3 separate regions of the Mus musculus genome follow, and regions 1 and 2 are each linked to region 3. Evidence: chromatin contacts called from public Hi-C and HiChIP or PLAC-seq data. All regions are on one chromosome and are shown on one strand. Each heading gives the region's core, a stretch centred on a gene start, on an enhancer-like site or on the middle of the called end of the contact. The rest is flanking DNA. Distances are from core to core; before and after follow the strand shown. Region 1 has its middle 53 kb from the start of Zswim2. Region 2 has its middle 150 kb from the start of Zswim2. Region 3 overlaps Calcrl (calcitonin receptor-like).

The links. Hi-C and Micro-C count contacts between places; a contact is called where the count stands out from the background. HiChIP or PLAC-seq counts read pairs in DNA pulled down with a chosen protein or histone mark.
Region 1: a contact with region 3 is called in an H3K4me3 HiChIP or PLAC-seq map of bone marrow-derived macrophages, with 4 times the contacts expected there. The contact joins two enhancer-like sites. A contact is called at or near these places in 1 of 484 Hi-C or Micro-C datasets (bone marrow-derived macrophages) and 1 of 115 datasets of contacts at active chromatin or transcription factors (bone marrow-derived macrophages).
Region 2: a contact with region 3 is called in a Hi-C map of bone marrow-derived macrophages, with 19 read pairs. The contact joins two enhancer-like sites. A contact is called at or near these places in 1 of 15 datasets of contacts at CTCF or cohesin (the NIH/3T3 cell line), 1 of 484 Hi-C or Micro-C datasets (bone marrow-derived macrophages), 1 of 115 datasets of contacts at active chromatin or transcription factors (large pre-B cells) and 2 of 9 other capture datasets (adipose tissue and pancreatic islet).

What each region holds. Positions count from the first base shown.
Region 1 is chr2:83,992,699-83,995,886 of GRCm38.p6, forward strand. It overlaps the pseudogene Gm13691. Among named protein-coding and RNA genes, the nearest start is that of Zswim2, 53 kb to the left of the region's middle. Within about 2 kb of position 1,438, at least 119 of the 459 cell types and tissues checked have an H3K27ac peak or open chromatin away from gene starts, as enhancers often do. A contact at or near this core is called in bone marrow-derived macrophages, where this site is marked.
Region 2 is chr2:84,093,557-84,096,552 of GRCm38.p6, forward strand. No RefSeq gene overlaps it. Among named protein-coding and RNA genes, the nearest start is that of Zswim2, 150 kb to the left of the region's middle. Within about 2 kb of position 1,450, at least 16 of the 459 cell types and tissues checked have an H3K27ac peak or open chromatin away from gene starts, as enhancers often do. A contact at or near this core is called in bone marrow-derived macrophages, where this site is marked.
Region 3 is chr2:84,380,692-84,383,532 of GRCm38.p6, forward strand. The region is part of intron 2 of Calcrl (calcitonin receptor-like); the gene reads right to left. Among named protein-coding and RNA genes, the nearest start is that of Calcrl, 43 kb to the right of the region's middle. Within about 2 kb of position 1,515, at least 28 of the 459 cell types and tissues checked have an H3K27ac peak or open chromatin away from gene starts, as enhancers often do. A contact at or near this core is called in bone marrow-derived macrophages, where this site is marked.

The DNA of each region.
Region 1 (3,188 bases), core at 188-2,687, 390 kb before region 3:
CTACCTCAGCTAAAGGTACAAGAAAGAAGAGACAAGGGAAGGCCAGAGGCGAAGAAGTTGATAAGTTAGCCAGGGGCCACCAGGCACTTGAGCGGAGGCAAGGAGGCAGGGAGGACCAAAGGCACCAGGAAGGGAGGACTGAGAGAGCAAGGTCTGAAAGACACAGAGCTCAGAACTCACGAGATGCAGACTGGAGAGATTCCCTAGCAAAGCACATAGATGACAGAAGCCATGAGAATAGTCACAGCAGAGTTGGCAATGGCCGAGAACAAGGCTCACACAGAGAGCCAGAAGACAGGCATGGCGAACCAAAGAAGAAGCAGAGAGAGAAGAGATTCTTTCTCTGAAAATGAGAAGCAAAGAAGCCGAAATCAGGACAGTGATAATGTTAGAAGAAAAGATCGTTCCAAGTCAAGGGAGAGGAGTAGAAGGCATTCTGGTCACAAGGGAGACGACGCCAGGTGTCAGAACGGTGCAGAGAGACGCTGGGAAAAGCCTAGCAGACGCCCTGAACAGTCTAGAGAGTCAAAGAGAAGTCAGGACCGGAGGAGAGAAAAGTCTCCAACAACACAGAAATAATCCTAATGACAACTGAACATGTCTTACACTTAATTTAGTTCAGTGTCTTTTTTACATTGATGAATTTTATAGAGAACTCTTGTATAAAGTACCTGTTTGTAAATTTTGAAGATGTTTCCTTTTTGACATGTTTTATAATTGATATATCTCAAGGTTCTTTGTGTAAAATCATAAAGAAAAGGGATTCAACAAAAGGGTAAGTCTTATGTTTTGTGAATAAAAGGAACAAATGTTCATTGAAAAAAAAATGGATGACAGAATGTGGAAAGTGAAGGACTGTTTTATTTTAGTAAATGAGTTTTTAATTTAGAATTTTGATAAAAATAAAATCTACTGTTTGCTTTTGAGTAAGCTAATTTTCATTGTCCTTAGCAGGGACTTTGGTGAAGTATTGTTTGAAATTCAATGGATTCTGTTTTTCAATTTCTTTTAAGTAACTGAATTGACACTAAGTGTGTCTATGTGACTCTGTTGGGTAGAAGGTGACAGCAATGACTTCTCCAGCAGCGCTGGGAGTCTATGTCTATGTTTATTCCACTGGGTGTCAGCAGAGCACCACTCGCAATGTCTTGGCGACCATTTAGTCATTGCTTGTTTGTAGTAAACAGCTTTTACTTGTCTCCTGAATGATGATGTATAAAACTGAAACTCGACAATGCAATTATCTTGTGTATTGCAATAATCACTCTCTGCCTAATTTTTAAAAACCATTCTGATTAGAGTCAGCCGTGTAAAAAGTTTGGCTGCTGGACCCCACCGAGGGAACTAGGAAAGAAAAAACCAACCCCACACAGCTCAGGAAAGACAGTAACTCGAGCACTTCCTGCTTCTGAGCTGAGGGTTTTCAGTTGGTGGCTTTTCTCTTCTGGAGGTTATGAAAAACATTTGAACTATGGGAAGATCAAACGTATAACATTTCCTCTTTCAGTTGTTTCATTTATAAATATGCCTTAAAGGATATGAGCGGTAATTGAGTAGCTTCAGGCGGTAAGGTATGATACTCTTGCTCCTTAGAAGACATTGTGTCATTTGCAAGCATTTTTAACCATTTCCTTCACTGACTCCTAAAGCAGCATCATTTGTGTCAGCTTTGTGTTGACTTGGCCCTGACTCATCTCACAGTAACTTTCTTTTTTTTTTTTCCATTTTTTAATTAGGTATTTAGCTCATTTACATTTCCAATGCTATACCAAAAGTCCCCCATACCCATTCCCCCCCCCAACTCCCCTACCCACCCACTCCCCCTTTTGGCCCTGGTGTTCCCCTGTACTGGGGCATATAAAGTTTGCAAGTCCAATGGGCCTCTCTTTCCAGTGATGGCCGACTAGGCCATCTTTTGATACATATGCAGCTAGAGTCAAGAGCTCCGGGGTACTGCTTAGTTCATATTGTTGTTCCACCTATAGGGTTGCAGTTCCCTTTAGTTCCTTGGGTGCTTTCTCTAGCTCCTCCATTGGGGGGCCCTGTGATCCATTCAATAGCTGACTGTGAGCATCCACTTCTGTGTTTGCTAGGCCCCAGCATAGTCTCACAAGAGACAGCTATATCTGGGTCCTTACAGCAAAATCTTGCTAGTGTATGCAATGGTGTCAGCGTTTGGAAGCTGATCATGGGATGGATCTCTGGATATGGCAATCACTAGATGGTCCATCCTTTCGTCACACTTCCAAATTTTGTCTCTGTAACTCCTTCCATGAGTGTTTTGTTTCCTATTCTAAGAAGGGGCAAAGTGTCCACACTTTGGTCTTCGTTCTCTTGAGTTTAATGTGTTTAGCAAATTGTATCTTATATCTTGGGTATCCTAAGTTTCTGGGCTAATATCCATTTATCAGTGAGTACATATTGTGAGAGTTCCTTTGTGATTGGGTTACCTCACTCAGGATGATGCTCTCCAGGTCCATCCATTTGCCTAGGAATTTCATAAATTCATTCTTTTTAATAGCTGAGTAGTACTCCATTGTGTAAATGTACCACATTTTCTGTATTCATTCCTCTGTTGAGGGGCATCTGGGTTCTTTCCAGCTTCTGGCTATTATAAATAAGGCTGCTATGAACATAGTGGAGCATGTGTCCTTCTTACAGGTTGGGGCATCTTCTGGATATATGCCCAGGAGAGGTATTGCTGGATCTTCCAGTAGTACTATGTCCAATTTTCTGAGGAACTGCCAGACTGATTTCCAGAGTGGTTGTACAAGCTTGCAATCCCACCAACAATGTAGGAGCGTTCCTCTTTCTCCACATCCTCTCCAGCATCTGCTGTCACCTGAATTTTTCATCTTAGCCATTCTGACTGGTGTGAGTTGGAATCTCAGGGTTGTTTTGATTTGCATTTCCCTGATGATTAAGGATGTTGAACATTTTTTCAGGTGCTTCTCTGCCATTCGGTATTCCTCGGGTGAGAATTCTTTGTTCAGTTCTGAGCCCCATTTTTTAATGGGGTTATTTGATTTTATGGAGTCCACCTTCTTGAGTTCTTTATATATATATATGATATTAGTCCCCTGTCTGATTTGGGATAGGTAAAGATCCTTTCCCAATCTGCTGGTGTTCTTTTTGTCTTATTGACGGTGTCTTTTGCCTTGCAGAAGCTTTGCAACTTTATGAGGTCC
Region 2 (2,996 bases), core at 200-2,699, 290 kb before region 3:
TCTTATTCAGGGTTTCTATTCCTGCACAAACATCATGACCAAGAAGCAAATTGGGGAGGAAAGGGTTTATTCGGCTTACACTTCCACATTGCTGTTCATCTCTGAAAGAAGTCAGGACTGGAACTCAAGCAAGTCAGGGAGCGGGAGCTGATGCAGAGGCCATGGAGGGATGTTCTTTACTGGCTTGCTAAGCCTGCTCTCTTATAGAACCAAGACTACCAGCCCAGAGATGGTCCCACCCACAAGGGGCGTTTCCCCCTTGATCACTAATTGAGAAAATGCCTTACAGTTGGATCTCATGGAGGCATTTCCTCAACTGAAGCTCCTTTCTCTGTGATAACTCCAGCTGTGTCAAGTTGACACAAAACTAGCCAGTACAATGACCAACAGAAAAAGAAACTCAGTGACATCTTTGGAGGCTCTTCATCTCATAGTCTCATGTCAATACTTAAACACACACACACACACACACACACACACACACACACAATTATATCACACATAAAAATGTCTTATAGCTTTGTGTTTTTATGGGATGTCTGAGTGTGTGAACAAGTGTGTCTCTGCTTCTATGTTTCTTGTACCTTTTCTTGTTTTTTTTTCCTTCTGTTTGTTTGTTGTGTACTATTCTGATGTGTTAGGTTTTTAAAATCTCATTACATTTTATTAGGTTTTTATGCCTCAAAAGCCTGTTGTTCATTTTCTAATAGAGACAAAGAGGGGAGGGATCTAGGTGGGGATGGAGGTGGGGAGGCACGGGGAAGAGCAGAGGGAGAAGGAACCATGATCCAGATCTGTTATTGAGAAGAAAAATCTATTTTCAATTTAAAAAAAAAAAGAAAAGAAAAGACTGGCTATAGAATATCCAGAAGTTCTGGCTTTTTAAACACTAATTTACCTCATTGTATAATTCTTTAGTTTTTATCATTTGCTTCTGTGCTTACTTAAATAGCAAATTCAATTTTACACTACATTCATTTTCTTTTCTGCTCATTATGCTGACTTAAAATTAAAAGCAGAACCATGATTTCCATTCTAGAAACTCCTTTTCATTCTACAAGGTACATTTCTTAAGGTTTCTTATATTTAAAAAAAAAAAAACCAATACACTCTTCTTTCCTTTAACTTAATACATGCCACCTGTTTAAAGGCACAACCACCATTCAGAACCTCAAACAGAAAGTTGATTTTACTGTTTTCAGGAAAGCTGAGCTTGAGAAGACACCAGTGTCACTGAACAAAGCACAAAAGACTGTGTACTGGTGTGAGGCTGTCATTGATTGCTTGGATCAAGGGCTACTTGTTTCTATGGCCAAAGAACAGTCAGTGTTTATTAGGGGAATAGAAACCATCCATTCTGACTCTTGCTTTGGTTATTCAGAGTCTGTCTCTATGAGCTACTTCTCCATAAGTCAGTGAGTCAGTGAGTGTTCCTGCACTACCCAAAGGCTAGTGAACTGGTAGGTAGTTGATTACAAACAGCCTGCAGACAGAGGCACTTCCTTTGAGGACACGCTCCCACACATCTTTGTTCTCATGGTTTACTTGGTATGAAAAGTGACAAATGATTCTGGTTATTACTGCACTGATAAAGTCATTTTAATATTTGTATAGTTATAGTAACATTTTGTGTATTTTTGTTTCTGCAAAGTGCTCTATTAGATTTCAAGAATACTGATTTTTAAAAATACTTGTAGTATGAAAAAAATATTCATTTGCCTTTCTTCTCAGTTTGGTAGTTTTAGGTTCTCATTAGCAGAAAAATACTTTTTGGGAATTTGTCCTAAAAAGAGGAATTGTTTTATTTTCAAATCATTAACTGACAAAACCATGTAAGTTTCACTGTTAATGAAATTAATAAGCTAATTAAGAACCATTTATTTTAAGGTGCTTGATCCACTTGGACTTGAGCTTTATGAAAGATGACAAACACGGATCTATTTTCATTTTTCTACATACAGACTGCCAGTTAGACCAGCACCATTAATTGAAGGTGTTTTCATTTTCCTGTGGTATATTTTTGGCTTCTTTGTCAAAGATCAAGTGTCCGTAAGTGTGTGGTTTTACTTCTGGGTCTTCAATTTTATTCCATTGATCAATGTGTCTGTCTATGTACCAACACCATGCAGGTTTTATCACTATTGCTTTGTAGTAGAGCTTGAGATCAGGGATGGGGATTCCCCCAACAGTTCTTTTATTGTTTTTTTTTTTTTCTTTTTCTTTTTCTTTTTTCCAGTTCTTTTATTGTTGAGAATTGTTTTCACTATTTTGGGTTTTTTTGCCTTTCCAAATGAATTTGAGAATTGTTCTTTCCATGTCTTTGAAGAATTGTGCTGGTATTTTGATGGGGATTGCATTGAATCTGCAGATTGCCTTTGGTAGGATGGCCATTTTCTTTATGTTAATTCTGCCAATCCTTGAGCATGGGAGAGCTCTTCATTTTCTGAGATTTTCTTCAGTTTCTTTCTTCAGAGACTTGAAGTTATTGTTATACATATCTTTCACTTTTTTTGGTTAGAGTTACCCCAAGATATTTTACATTATTTGTGGCTATTGTGAAGGGAGTTGTTTCCTTAATTTCTTTCTCTGCCTGTGTATCATTTATATAAAGGAAGGAAGGCTACTGATTTATTTGAGTTAATTTTATATTCAGCAACTTTATTGAAGTTGTATATCAGCTGTAGAAGTACTCTGGCAGAATTTTGGGATCGCTTATGTATACACTATCATATCATCTGCAAATAGTGATACCTTTACTTCTTTGCCAATTTTTATCCCCTTGATCTCTTTTTTTTTTTTGTCTTATTGTTCTAGCTAGAACTTAGAGTACTACATTGAATAAAGAATGGGGAGATTGGGCATCCTCATCTTGTCCCCGATTTTAGATTTTAGTGGGATTGCTTCAAGTATCTCTCCATTTAATTGGATATTGGCTGTTGGTTTGCAGTAAATTGCTTTTTATTGTGTTTAAGAATGGGCCTTGAATTCCTGATCTC
Region 3 (2,841 bases), core at 265-2,764:
GGAATATAAATAAACATTATTCTGTTTGGGAAGCAGACTGGTTTAACAAAACAGTGCTTTGATGATTTCCACACACGGTGAGATTAAATTTCCTTCATTATGTCCTGGGTCTAAACCCTTCAAGGCAAAGTGCTTCAAAATCATGTTTGGAGATTCCCCAAACACAACATTCTACCCGACACTGCTCTTATTTTTGTTGTTATCTACTAGATTTCAGCCTCGGAGCTCTAAAAAGGCATCTTAGTGAGAGTTATCTGAGCAGTTGCCAAGTCATCTTGGCGGCAATAACCAAAGAATTAGTCTGCGAATAGCTCCACTTTCTAGCTTTCCGTCATCGCGCCGTCCTTAGTGATCTGGAAAACATGCTCCGAGGGAAAAGGCTGCGCTTTCCACTTGAGTGCCTCATTCAGTGGAGCAGGCAGATCAACCCCTGTCTCTGTCCAGATTACAGAAGCAAGTTTGTGTGATAATCATCCATCTCTTAGTGGACACTTGTTCTCTCCACAAGACTCAACCGTATCCAGTCTATGGGGTCATTTAACTCATGGCTGTCACCTGCTCTTACAAGCACTTCTCTGAGTGTCCCTGACAATGGTCACAAGCAATGGACTGGGGCAATGGAGCAATCGCTCCTTTTGCCCTGGATCTTTTAGGTTAGTCATAGATGGACCATGGGTGGGTAACTAGATAGCACCATGGCAACATAACTGAAAGTCAACCTAGATTGTGTCTCATATTGGTAGATGCAGTTGTTAAGATGATTCCAGGGGAAGTACACTGACTTGTATCCCTTTTTATGACATTGATTCTTCTCACACTTCTTCTGACTGATTATCCTGCAAGTGTTTGTTTACATCTAACCCATTTAAATGCATGTTTTTATTAAAATGCATTCCATATTAATCAACTAGTACTCTTAAGCAAGTGATCTTTCTGATCTTAACTTACTGGCAACTGAATGAGCCACTATGAAACACAGTAAGTAGTTTTCTTTCAAATTTGGGGATAGAGCAAGTCAGTGAAGGGGGTTCAGCGAAGCAGTGAAGGCTCTTCCTGAGTACAATCCCCACGTGTCCTGTGGCTTGTTTGAAAGACACTCATCAGGTTTGAAGAAGCTACCATTTACTCTCAACGGAGTCTGTAATCACAACGGCACTGGGAAGACTCCTGCACATTTTCCCCTTTTGGCTTACAGTCTCAAGGATTGTTTATGAATGATTCCTTTTCCCTTCTCAAAGTTAAAAGGGCTGGAAAATTTGGTTCTTTCAAAGCAGTCTTCCTTAAGTACAAGTAGAACAATACAATCCTGTTTCTAAATACTCTCCTCACTTGCCTCAGCAACCATCAAATTTTCAATTTATTTCATCCCAGAAAGAACTTTGAGAAACAAAAAGCGTCCTCAAATGCAGATATGTTTTAAAACCCGGATGTCTAGGGTTGAAGAGATTAGGTAAGTAATAGAGAGCTTGCAAGACAAGCTTGTGCAAGACACAGATTTGACTCTCAGTGCTAAATAAAAAAAAATAAATAAAAGCAGAAGTTACTTAAAACACAGCTGGCTAGCCAGTCACTACATTATATAATGTACCCTTCTGATTTTAATTTTCAAACCAGCCATGTGTTTGCTTCTGAAATAACCTTTTCCGTCTTTATAAAGTTCGTGAATTTTGAAAAAGACCCCGCCCTTAGCTGCCCATATAGATACATATATGCATATGTATATATGTTAATCAGTATAATTTGTCAGAACACTAAAATGCAAATGTTTGCGTGCTACCTGAAAGCTTGCTTATTTTTTCACATATACTGCTTATTCTTATTCACATATGTGTGTGTGTATATATACATACATATATATGTATATATACACTTTACATTTGTTTTTTGTTATAAGTTAATTCTTAGTTGAGTTGCCTAATCCTAATATTGAAAGAGTATGTTCACTCTAAGGGAAAAAAATAGCCTCCAACTTCTATTCCTCTGCTTCTTAAATATCCTGAGTTATTTTAGGCACAAAGCCATATTCTTTTTCTTTGTTTATTTACCCAGTCACTACAGAGCTGCCAACAGAAGCTCCTTTTCCCACACATATCTTGATGCTTTAATATCCTAAACTGAAGCTTTGCAAAGATCAGTTATGCCTTAACTAGCACATGCATTCCCTTCTTGTAGTACATCAGACAAGCCATTTCTACTCTGTCAACACAAAAGATAAACATTATCCTCATCCTTCACAGGTTAGAATTCCTTTTTCACAGTCTTAAAAAAAATCTATTATAGAGGGGAAATGTTAATGTAAATGTCTCAAAACATGATGTTTTTTCTTTTATCATCATTACTTTTTTGACAAAACTTAAATCTTTACAGTAAAATTATTATTACAATTTACCAATTTGCTTCACATACAATATAGTCATTGATAGAGATGTGATAGTCTAAGGTTTTAATGGTACAGCTGAACCTGGCCCAAGATAGCCTACGCTGTGTTAAGACAAATCCAGTAGAAAAGTTAGTGGGATCTCAAAGGATTGTACCAAAGACTTTAACAGCCCATTGTCATTGCTCTTGATTACCCTCCAGATATGATGGTAAAACCCTGCTGATGAAGATCACACGTGCCTGAGTGACAGAACACAGAGAAACCAAACTGATGCTGACTTCATGCCAACTGTCTAGCTTTCTTAGCTCTGGGAATCACAGCAGCATAAGAGAAAGGAAATTATCAACCTTACCAGCTGTGAAACCTGTGAGCTACAAGAATGATTGTCCTGGCAAAGCATGCCCACTGGTACAGTAGTGGCAAACTCCTGCCTGGTACCAAACTAAGTCAAAATGTCATGA